Linked DNA regions of Zea mays: region 1 is linked to region 2. Evidence: chromatin contacts called from public Hi-C data. All regions are on one chromosome and are shown on one strand. Each heading gives the region's core, a stretch centred on a gene start, on an enhancer-like site or on the middle of the called end of the contact. The rest is flanking DNA. Distances are from core to core; before and after follow the strand shown. Region 1 holds the start of LOC103630515 (cation/H(+) antiporter 15). Region 2 holds the start of LOC100275714.

What was found. A called contact is a pair of places that touch in the nucleus more often than the background predicts.
Region 1: a Hi-C map of leaf shows a contact between it and region 2, with 6 times the contacts expected there. The contact joins the promoter of LOC103630515 here to the promoter of LOC100275714 in region 2. A contact is called at or near these places in 2 of 25 Hi-C or Micro-C datasets (endosperm and leaf).

What each region holds. Positions count from the first base shown.
Region 1 is chr6:166,419,014-166,424,037 of Zm-B73-REFERENCE-NAM-5.0, reverse strand. LOC103630515 (cation/H(+) antiporter 15) reads left to right here and starts at 2,643. Exons shown (of 3, transcript XM_008651579.3): 1 at 2,643-3,305; 2 at 3,430-4,428; 3 at 4,519-5,024. The coding sequence starts at 3,027.
Region 2 is chr6:166,227,152-166,232,196 of Zm-B73-REFERENCE-NAM-5.0, reverse strand. LOC100275714 reads right to left here and starts at 1,976. Exons shown (of 2, transcript NM_001149739.1): 1 at 1,772-1,976; 2 at 1-1,364. The coding sequence starts at 1,843. The coding sequence ends at 303. LOC103630511 reads left to right here and starts at 4,473. Exons shown (of 6, transcript XM_008651576.4): 1 at 4,473-4,922. The coding sequence starts at 4,644.

The DNA of each region.
Region 1 (5,024 bases), core at 1,394-3,893, 190 kb before region 2:
CGAATGTCCGACAAAAAAATACTTTTCAAAGAACCTGTTGTCAATGTACAGTTCGTCGAGTCCTTTTTGCTGAGAATCACACTTAGCAAAGAGTTTGCAGAGTGTTTTTTAAGAACAGCTATATCCGATAGTGAATCTAGATTATATGATCTATAAGCTGAAACAAATAAGTCCTAACTAGAAACAAATCTAGGCTAGTTCATGCCTCTATCTCCAACCAAACCATCGAGCAGGTGGATATATACGGGCGGTGAGCAACAAACAAATTAACCGGCCAGCGGCATGCCAGCAGCGTACTCCGCGTAACGCCTGAAATCCATCGACTGTCTGTATGTGCAGAGTTTATGAGGAGTTTGTACTACGTACAGAGAGATACGGAAAACAGCCGGCCGGTGATGAGTACAACTGTACAAGTACAACCAAACCAAACTCGATCTAGCAGCTGATACACGCACGCGCTATGGCCCTTCCAGCGGCGACGTACGTACTCGTGAATCAGCTGTACATGGAGTATATATATCCATATAAATTACAAAATAATTAATAAACGCGTTACGCGTGCATAGGTTGTGATGACAAGATTATCCTAGTACGTAGTGGTAGTAATCAAGTCAATAAACATCGCAATCGCAAGTGTGCACACGTACATACGTGCATGACCGGTGACTCCCTTCCAGGTAGACACATGTAGCGCCGACAGAGCAAGCTAGCAGCTGGACGGGCTAATCCGCTAAGCGAGCTTGACTAGACGACAAGCTGCAGGACCTAAACACTAGGACTAGGATTTGGGCTGCCCCCTCGCCCGATGCCGCGTCAAAGGTGGCTTAGACAATAATAGACAATAGATGTATACATCTCTACTGTACTTAATCAGTTTCAACGCCTGTATTATCTTTTTAAAAAAGATCTTTATATTTTTTCTAAATCAACTCAAGGTAAAATGTTTGCGTAAAATGTTTGCGAGAAAAAGTTCCCTGCATCATCTTGTCGCGTCAAAGGTGGCTTAATAGACAATACATACATACATACATCGGACAGCGAGTACGTATGCTTCCATCCGCTGCACATCAGCGGACTAGTAAATTTGTACTACAGAGTAGTGAGGCTTTGCGCCGCATGCAGGCGCGCGCACGCGGGAGGCGGGCGAAGTGAGCTTGTCGAAGCGGTTTATTGGATTGGACCCAGGCCAGGAAAATGAGAAAGCGGGCCACGAAAAGTGGCTGCGTGACACTACTGAAAACTGTAATGCAAATAGCCGACGACGTAAACACGGAGGCCCAAAAACAAATAGAACACGGACACCACTTTGGGTCCACATCCCACACAGGACACTATAAAAAAGGGCACCAACAAAACCGTCAATGCTACGGCGCCCTAATCCGTTTTTCGCGCTCACACCCTGCAGAGAGTCTCTTCACCATCCCCTTGCAGATCTTCCGGAACCAGAGCAGGTTCATCAGCCGGAGCCGCCTCATTTATTTTATAGATGGCCATGCATGCAGCTCGTGGTCTGGTTGAGCACTGCACGGTGAAAGTCTATAGTTTACTTTCAGTGATTGAGTGACAATATATGTAGACTAATATGTGTTTTATATGATATATACATACGATTAGTCCATAAATGCATTAGTGTCAACACAGCCAGTCAGCCAAGATAAAAGAGACGACTTAGTTACCTCCCGAGTAGGGGTGATAATGGATCACGATTCAAATTTTTCTTTACTAGCTGTTTAAGTCCTTAGAATAATTTTAGTTTAAAAATAAATAGAAATATAGCATGATTCTAATCCGATTCGATCCTTAAGTTTTATATTGTAAATTTTATAGCCCATTACCACCTCTTACTTACAAGTGCTCAACTGGTGGAGAAGCTTATTGCATATGAGACATGGCATGATAATATGTGGCTAGCTAGTGAATATCAAGATAGACATGTCTTGGCTATGATAGAACGAGGAGTTGCAAGTGTGATGGGCATGTAGATGCTCGGGGATAATGGACTGTTGAGATGATGAAGCACGAGTAGAGAATTTGGCACTGGTGGATCAAGGCAACCATAAAGAGCAAGCGAAGTTACAATCGATAGACCAATAAGACAAAACGATGACATGAAGTAGACCATGTCATTTACGAGGTATCGAGTATCATAGACGACTCACGTTCATTACAAGTGGCTCGGTGAAGGTGGATGTTTGTGTGGCATCACCATTGAAGAAGATGAAATCGAACGCGTAAGGCAAAGTGCATTTGTATAATACTACAAAATGTTTGGTCAGATTTAGGGTAGAATTCTATCCTAAATCTAACCAAACATTGTTAGTATTTCATTTTATCGGTCAAAGGTTGAGTAAAGAAATGTTTGGTCAGATTTAGTATAGAATTTAGATAGTCATACTACTAAGTGGGATCATGTAGTGAGTTAAACGGTTATCCGGTGCCACTATGTGAGATCTAAGCTGTGTTGCATTTAGAATTTTAAACTATGACATTGTTATGACTAAAGTATACTATAATATTTCAAAAACTGTGTTTTTTTTTAAAAAACATTGTTCTCAAACAGGGTCTAAACCAACGAAGTAAGTTTTAGTATATTGATGATATAAGGAGAATTACATTTTTGAGCCTCTGTAGCATCTATATTTGTATGTAATTAAAGTTAAGCCTAGTCCAAGGCATTGATCTCAAAATTAATTGGCTGGATAATCAAGCGAAGCACTCCTTTTAAATATGAGCGTATATGCCTTGTACAAGTGTGTTCGTATCACTCAGACTCAGTGCAGAATAGTAGAACGAAGCTGCGGTCGTAAAAAATTAGGCAACGGAAAGCGCAAACTCCCCGGAGAGCCGGCCAAAATTTAGCAGTTACTCTAGAAACCACTGCCACGCGTGTCCTCGCTCCGGCCTCGGCCACTTTCCACGCTCGGGCCCATTTCTGCTCACTGGACGCAATCCCTCCCGAACCTTTCGTCCCTTCCCACTGTGCTAGCTCGCCACGACGCTCTGGTCACGCTCTCCCATGCGCCGGGATGGCCACAGAGGTGCCAGCGGCGGGGACGGCCGGCTTGCTGCCGCCGAGGAACGCCACGGCGCAGGTGGCGCTGGGCAACAACATTTCCAGCGCCGCCTCGGTCGTGTGCTACTCGCCGATGATGGTGACGGCCCACGGCATCTGGCAGGGGGCCAACCCGCTGGAGTTCTCGCTCCCGCTCTTCATCCTTCAGACGGCCATCATCGTCGCCACCACCCGCCTCCTCGTCCTCCTCCTCAAGCCCATCCGCCAGCCCCGCGTCATCGCTGAGATCCTCGTGCGTAAGACTGAGCTGCTGATTGGTTTTGGTGCTGCTATTGCAATTGCATGCACCGGCGAGATAGAGACGCGAATCCAAAGGCCATGCGTCAGTGATCAGCTGGTTGCCGTGATGTACGCAGGCCGGCGTGATCCTTGGGCCGTCCGTGATGGGGCAGGTGGATGTCTGGGCGAGCACGGTGTTCCCGGTGCGGAGCTTGCTGACGCTGGAGACGGTGGCACACCTCGGCCTCCTCTACTTCCTCTTCCTGGTCGGCCTCGAGATGGACGTCAACGTCATCAGGCGGTCGGGGAAGAAGGCCCTCATCATTGCCGTGGCGGGGATGGCGCTGCCCTTCTGCATCGGCACCGCCACGTCCTTCATCTTCCGGCACCAGGTGTCCAAGAACGTGCACCAGGCCTCCTTCCTCCTCTTCCTCGGCGTCGCGCTCTCCGTGACCGCGTTCCCGGTGCTGGCCCGCATCCTCGCCGAGATCAAGCTGCTCAACTCCGACCTCGGCCGCATCGCCATGTCCGCCGCCATCGTCAACGACATGTGCGCGTGGATCCTGCTCGCGCTCGCCATCGCCATCTCCGAGGTCAACAGCTCTGCCTTCTCCTCCCTGTGGGTGCTCCTCTCCGGGGTCCTCTTCGTGCTCGCCTGCTTCTACGTCGTGCGCCCGCTAATGAGGTGGATCGTCCGCCGCGTCCCCGAGGGCGAGGCCATCAGCGACGTGCACGTGATGCTCGTGCTCACCGGCGTCATGATCGCCGGGGTCTGCACCGACGCCATCGGCATCCACTCGGTGTTCGGCGCGTTCGTCTACGGCCTGGTCATACCCAGCGGGCAGCTGGGCGTCGTGCTCATCGAGAAGCTCGAGGACTTCGTCACCGGGCTGCTCCTCCCGCTCTTCTTCGCCATCAGCGGCCTCCGCACCAACATTACCCGGGTGCACGACCCCGTTACCGTGGGGCTCCTCGTGCTCGTGTTCACCATGGCCAGCTTCGCCAAGGTCATGGGCACCATCCTTATCGCTGTCTCTTACACCATGACCTTCCGCGACGGCGTCGCCCTCGGCTTTCTCATGAACACCAGAGGGCTCGTGGAGATGATCGTCCTCAACATCGGAAGGGACAAGGAGGTCAGTAGTCAACTCCTCCACGTCATTTCAGTATTTCATTCATCAACTGCCATTATTGGACTGGATGACCACAGACAGAAATAAAACCAGGTGCTGGATGATGAGTCGTTCGCGGTGATGGTGCTGGTGTCTGTGGCGATGACGGCGCTCGTGACGCCGGTGGTGACGACGGTGTACCGCCCGGCGCGGCGGTTGGTCGGCTACAAGCGGCGCAACCTGCAGCGGTCCAAGCACGACTCCGAGCTGCGCATGCTGGCGTGCGTGCACACCACTCGCAACGTGCCGTCCATCATCTCGCTGCTGGAGCTGTCTAACCCAACCAAGCGCTCCCCCATCTTCATCTACGCGCTGCACCTCGTGGAGCTCACCGGGCGCGCGTCCAACATGCTCGCCGCCCACCACTCCGCCACCAACCAGAGCCGCAGCTCCAGCGACCACATCTTCAACGCCTTCGAGAGCTACGAGGAGAGCGTGGGCGGCGTGTCCGTCCAGGCGCTGACGGCGGTGTCGCCGTACCAGACGATGCACGAGGACGTGTCCATCCTGGCGGAGGACAAGCACGTGTCCCTCATCGTGCTCCCGTTCCACAAGCAGCA
Region 2 (5,045 bases), core at 727-3,226:
ATGCAGCCTTTCAGGTCGTCTAAATGGGTGAGTCTTCAAATTTCTCGTGACTCGTGAGCTGCTTAAAATGATGCAGCAAAAATGCCCATTCAGGTCAGTAGGTCCTCTTGACCCTGTATCACTGCATGTCTGCCTAACCATCATGCTTCTGCCATCTTAAAGCTTTGTATCTCTCTAATTCTTTGAGCTTCATTCTCCAAAACATTCCAACCAACGCCAGAATCTATAGCAGTATGGGACTACGGGTGAGCACATAGCGCAAATAAAAAGAATTCAGGCCTCAAAAATCAACCAGTGACCTCTTAGCCATTTTTTCTAAACCTTATACCCTTATTATTTGGCTTGAAATCTTCTGGGCCTATTAACTCTGAAGCACTTGAATTCATATCCTCGGTGAGCTTTTGTGCTAGTTCAAAATGTCCAGCCTTTTTCAAGTTGCTTGTCAATGCACGGTAGACATAAACTGAAGGTTGGTGCGACTTTTTCATCTCGTGAAACATTTCCAGGGCTTCAGTAATATGGCCAGACCGTCCAAAACTATCAATTAGTGCAGTATATGTCCTCAAATCTGGAGTGATGCCTCTCTCTACCATTTCCAAAGCAAACCTTTTGCACAAATCTAGTCTACCAAGCCTTCGCATGCAGTTTATTAGTGTATTGTATGTCACAATGTCAGGAAAATGCCTAAGTTTTTCCATTAGCTTCACCTCACCAAGCATTTGGTCCACCCGTCCAGCTTTCCCTAGCATGTCCAAAACAGTGTTGAACGTGACAACATCCAAGCTGGTTTCATATTTCTTCAACTCTTCGAAAATGACCAAACTTTTATCAATGTGTCCGTATTTGGCTGTGGCAAAGATAATGCGATTCATAACTGTAGCATCTCTAGAGTGTGTGATTTCCAAAATTTCTCTTACAAATTTGAGTATCATTTCACAGTCATCCAACTTCTGGAGGGCCAATGCAACATTCATATATGAAGTTGAATCAGGAGTAAGTTCTGAAAGCAGCAGGTACCTGAATACCTTGGCAAAAAGAGTAAAGATGTTTGCTTCAGCTGTGTGTTGCAGTAACATATTAAAGGTGTGCAGGCCGACATGGATCTGCTCGTCATGCAGATGTCGAAGAACACGAACAGCATCAACAAGATTGCCAGATCTGCAGAGGTTCTCGACATAAGCAGCACATGGTGATGCATCTGAAACACCACTGCTTGCACTGGTTGAGCAGCACCGCTTAAACGCCTGAATGACCCTGTCATCGTCGGTGTTATCTGAACCACACTGTTGTAGGCAACGCACAGCCATGGGTGAATTAGTGCGTGCAGTGGGCTGTACCACGAGCAAGGCACGCATCAAATACCTCTGGATGTAAAAAATAAATGAAACTTCTGATATCATTTCACCATTTTGAGTACCGGCTACCACAATAAAAACAGCATAGGTGAAAAAAAGAAAAAGGAAATAACTTATTCAAACGTTCAACAACCGGACCAAGGATCGGATCCTGGTTGCTAAGAAAAGACACTAAGTCTACTAGATAATCCGTCACAGGAATCTTAATTCACGCTGAGCTGAAATCGCAAGGAATCAATCAACCCCTCAGCGAGGTAGTAATCTAGCCGTGCAGCGCACGTTCTAGCAAGTGCTTGGATTCAAGTGAGGCTGTACTTGATTCTCGAATTCGTGACAGGTCCGCGCTAACCAAGCACCGCGGCGGAATTTCTTTTGCTGAAATCACAAAAAATGGGTAAAGCAGATAAGGGCAGTACCGGAACGGAGAGGCGCGCGGTGGCGGCGAGCGAGCGTCGGAGGAGCGCCGCGGCCGAAGAGAGCCGCCACATCTTATCGGGGTCTCGGGGTGCGCTGTCACGCAACGCAAGTCAGGTGTTCGACGATATACCTCCAAGCATTTAGCCGTTGGTGAGGGTTGGGAGAATGCGAGCGGCGGAACGGAAAGGCCCGTCAGCCGTGCCGTGAGGTGTGCTTCGGACAGCACCTAATCTATACTACTTTTATTAAGTGCGTGTTTGCCGCCATGGCCCACCGGCCTGGCTGCGCTTCCGGGCTACAATTCTCGTGTTTGCGTCGTCTAACTTGCTCGGGAGCCTGACTGTGCATCTACAAATTTAACCTCTTAGACTGACTCCACAAAAACGAGATCAATGTCCGTTTTCCTGGGAGTCTGGCTGCTTATGGTGTAAGGTTTCCACGTTTAGTTAGTTTTAGCCTTCTAGTCCGATGATTTACTGGGTGACAAACAACAGCTCGTCTGAGCTAGGCTTATACGGTACAAGTGCACAAACAAAGTGAGTTACAGTAACCGGAACAGACTAGCCTCAGTCTGGACCAGTTGAACGGGCCGAGCCGGCCCGGCACAGGATCGCAAACACGCCCTAAATGCCTGTAACTCTGACCTCGCCCTACACGCAACACTCTCTCAGATATTGTCGTGTGTTCACTACTCAGATATAAATATTCTTATAAGTCGTAGGAGATAGTTATCTCAATTGTAAATCTTCTGTGATATGTAAACATCTGAAAAATGGTGAGATTGTTGCTGATCGGCACCCATGATTTTTTCCATTCGCATTGAAGAGTTTTCGAAATTATATCTGTGTGTCCTATGTGTTTGATCTACTTAGTGGGTCGCTGCTCCTTGTGGCAGGGTCGCTGCTATCGTCGCTCTGGTAGTCTGGTCTATTGTGACCTGCAGCAATTCTTTGTTCGGGACGCTGAGCGCCGTGGCGCTGGCCGCACTCTCCGCACTACAGGTGATCTCACCGGTAACGCGATGTCCGGCGCCGTCACGGGTGTCGCGTTCGCACACCCGGCGTGCAACAACATCGCCTTGGTTCCACTCAGGTCGATGTGGTCCAGAGGCTAGAATGGTGGAGGGGTTGCCTTCACCCTTGTCGCTGTGGTCGCCTTCCTCTTCTTGGAATTGAGGTCCTTCATCGCGGACGTCGAGTTCGAGTGTTCGACATGGATGCCACCACCAGGGAGCCAGCGAACTCGTTGCAGCTCATCACGACAGAGGCAGCCCAAAGAGGCCTGCTGAAGCTGGATAGTAGTCACGCAGCACAAAGAATACGATGCATTTTCCTTCCTACAGCGAAGAGGACGTGTTCTGCTAAGTAAACGGTAGGACAAAGTCAAGCACCCGCACCGCAGGCAGCTGAACCGTCGGGATGAGATCGAGGGGCCAGTAAAAAACGGGGCCACATGGACACTCCAGTGTGCTAGTTTTGCTCAGACTCTATCTGCGTGTTTTGTTATGTGGACGCGCTTGGCCAGATCCTTCGTATGTATTGGCTAAGCGTAGGCTTTTCTTTGTTAACCTGTATGCAGGGGGCATGGGCTGCATCCGCCCATGCAGCACAGGCTAAAAAAGGGGCTCTTGACTGCATGTGTGGGGAAGATCATATCGGGCGTACCTGGCGGCCCAGGCTCTCGTGCGCCGGGCTTAACCTCTGCACGAAACCAAACACATGGTATATATTATAGTACTAGCTGCACTCTCCAATATTCATCGACCGCATGTTTATTTTTAAATTAAAATGTGATAAATAAAAAGAACACACGGAGTAATGCGTCTAACTCCAAGTGGCTATTTAACTCGTCCTCGTCCACGTCGTCTCAAATACATCGTTTGTTCTATACATGTTGCAGACGATTCCATACTCATTGCAGGCTCTTCATTCGTGACAACACCTCCTTTACGGCGATAGGGAGGGTGACAACTTGTAAGACTAGTTTGGGAGTTCAAAAACCGAAGATGGTTGGAGGGACTAAAATTCTCTTCTTATTTAATTTTAAATAAGAAGGAAATTTTAGCCGGTTCAATCTCCTTTGATTTTTGGACTCTCAAACTAGCGAGTAGTGTATGAGGCGGCGCCCGTCACAGCCACGTGGCTGAACAGGTGCAATGGCCGGAGGCGAGCGTACGCTATCCGCCGATGCCGAGCTGCCTCCTCCCCGGCATCGTGCCACGCCCACCGTCGGCCTGTCTCCGCCGCCTCCTTCGTCGTAGCATCAGAATGGACTCCTCCAGGCCAATGGCCAACCCGTGCCTTCTACCTGTGCCTCAACCTGCTCACCGGCGACTACACGGAGGAAGTGAGGGCAGAGGAAGTTGTCGGAGGTTTCAGGCTTCGCCACTCCACACAACAGGAATACAGAGGACTTCTGGTGGCCGTTTTATTTTCGACGGCCTGATGCCAGATGGATGAACCTTAAATACTTTTTATATTATGTATTTAAAAATTGCTATTTAACGCATTTTTCAGCATATTGAACTCAGAACTCTGCCATCCGTGCAAGCGTCAGAGTAACAACGCTGACTCGGTCATTTCATGATTGTATTGTAAGCAACCAATAACCATGCACAGGCACAGCTCCTTGCCGGCCGGTCATGGTGCCACGCTACAGAAACTCGCGCGGCCTGAAAACGCGGGCTGAGTTCGTTACCAAAAATAACGGCCACGACACAACCACCGCTCCCGTCCCGCGGAACGGGAGAGCCCCGGAAAGAGCTCGTCGTCGCCCCAGGAGCCCGCTCCACCCAAGAAACGGTACGCAGAGCGCCAGGCTCCACTCTCCACCCCCGTCTGCGTGCGTGCGACCGCGCGCGACGTCTCGGTGATGGCGTACCGTCGGAAGCAGGGCATCCAGCGCTCGGCCACCTTCGTCGAGGACCACCGCCAGGCGTCGTCGGGCGGCTCCGCGTCGCCGGCCATCGCGTCCCCGCGCGCCACACGGTTCGCGGACGACAGCCGCCGCCCCGAACGCCCCTCTCCCCTGGCCTCGCCCGCCGCGCCCGGGGACCTAACGCTGCCTTCCATCGGCGAGCGCTTACCCGCCGCTCCGGCGGCGGCGGGGGCCCAAGCCCAATGCGACGTCGAGCCGAGTAGCCCGCTGCAGGTGTGCTCCATTCTCCCCTCCTCCTTGCACTCGTCCTAGGTAGGATTTCTTGTGCACCTGAACTCTGATCAAGAATTTCCCTGAACAAACCGGAAAACTCATGCCGTTTTGCATTTCCCTGAA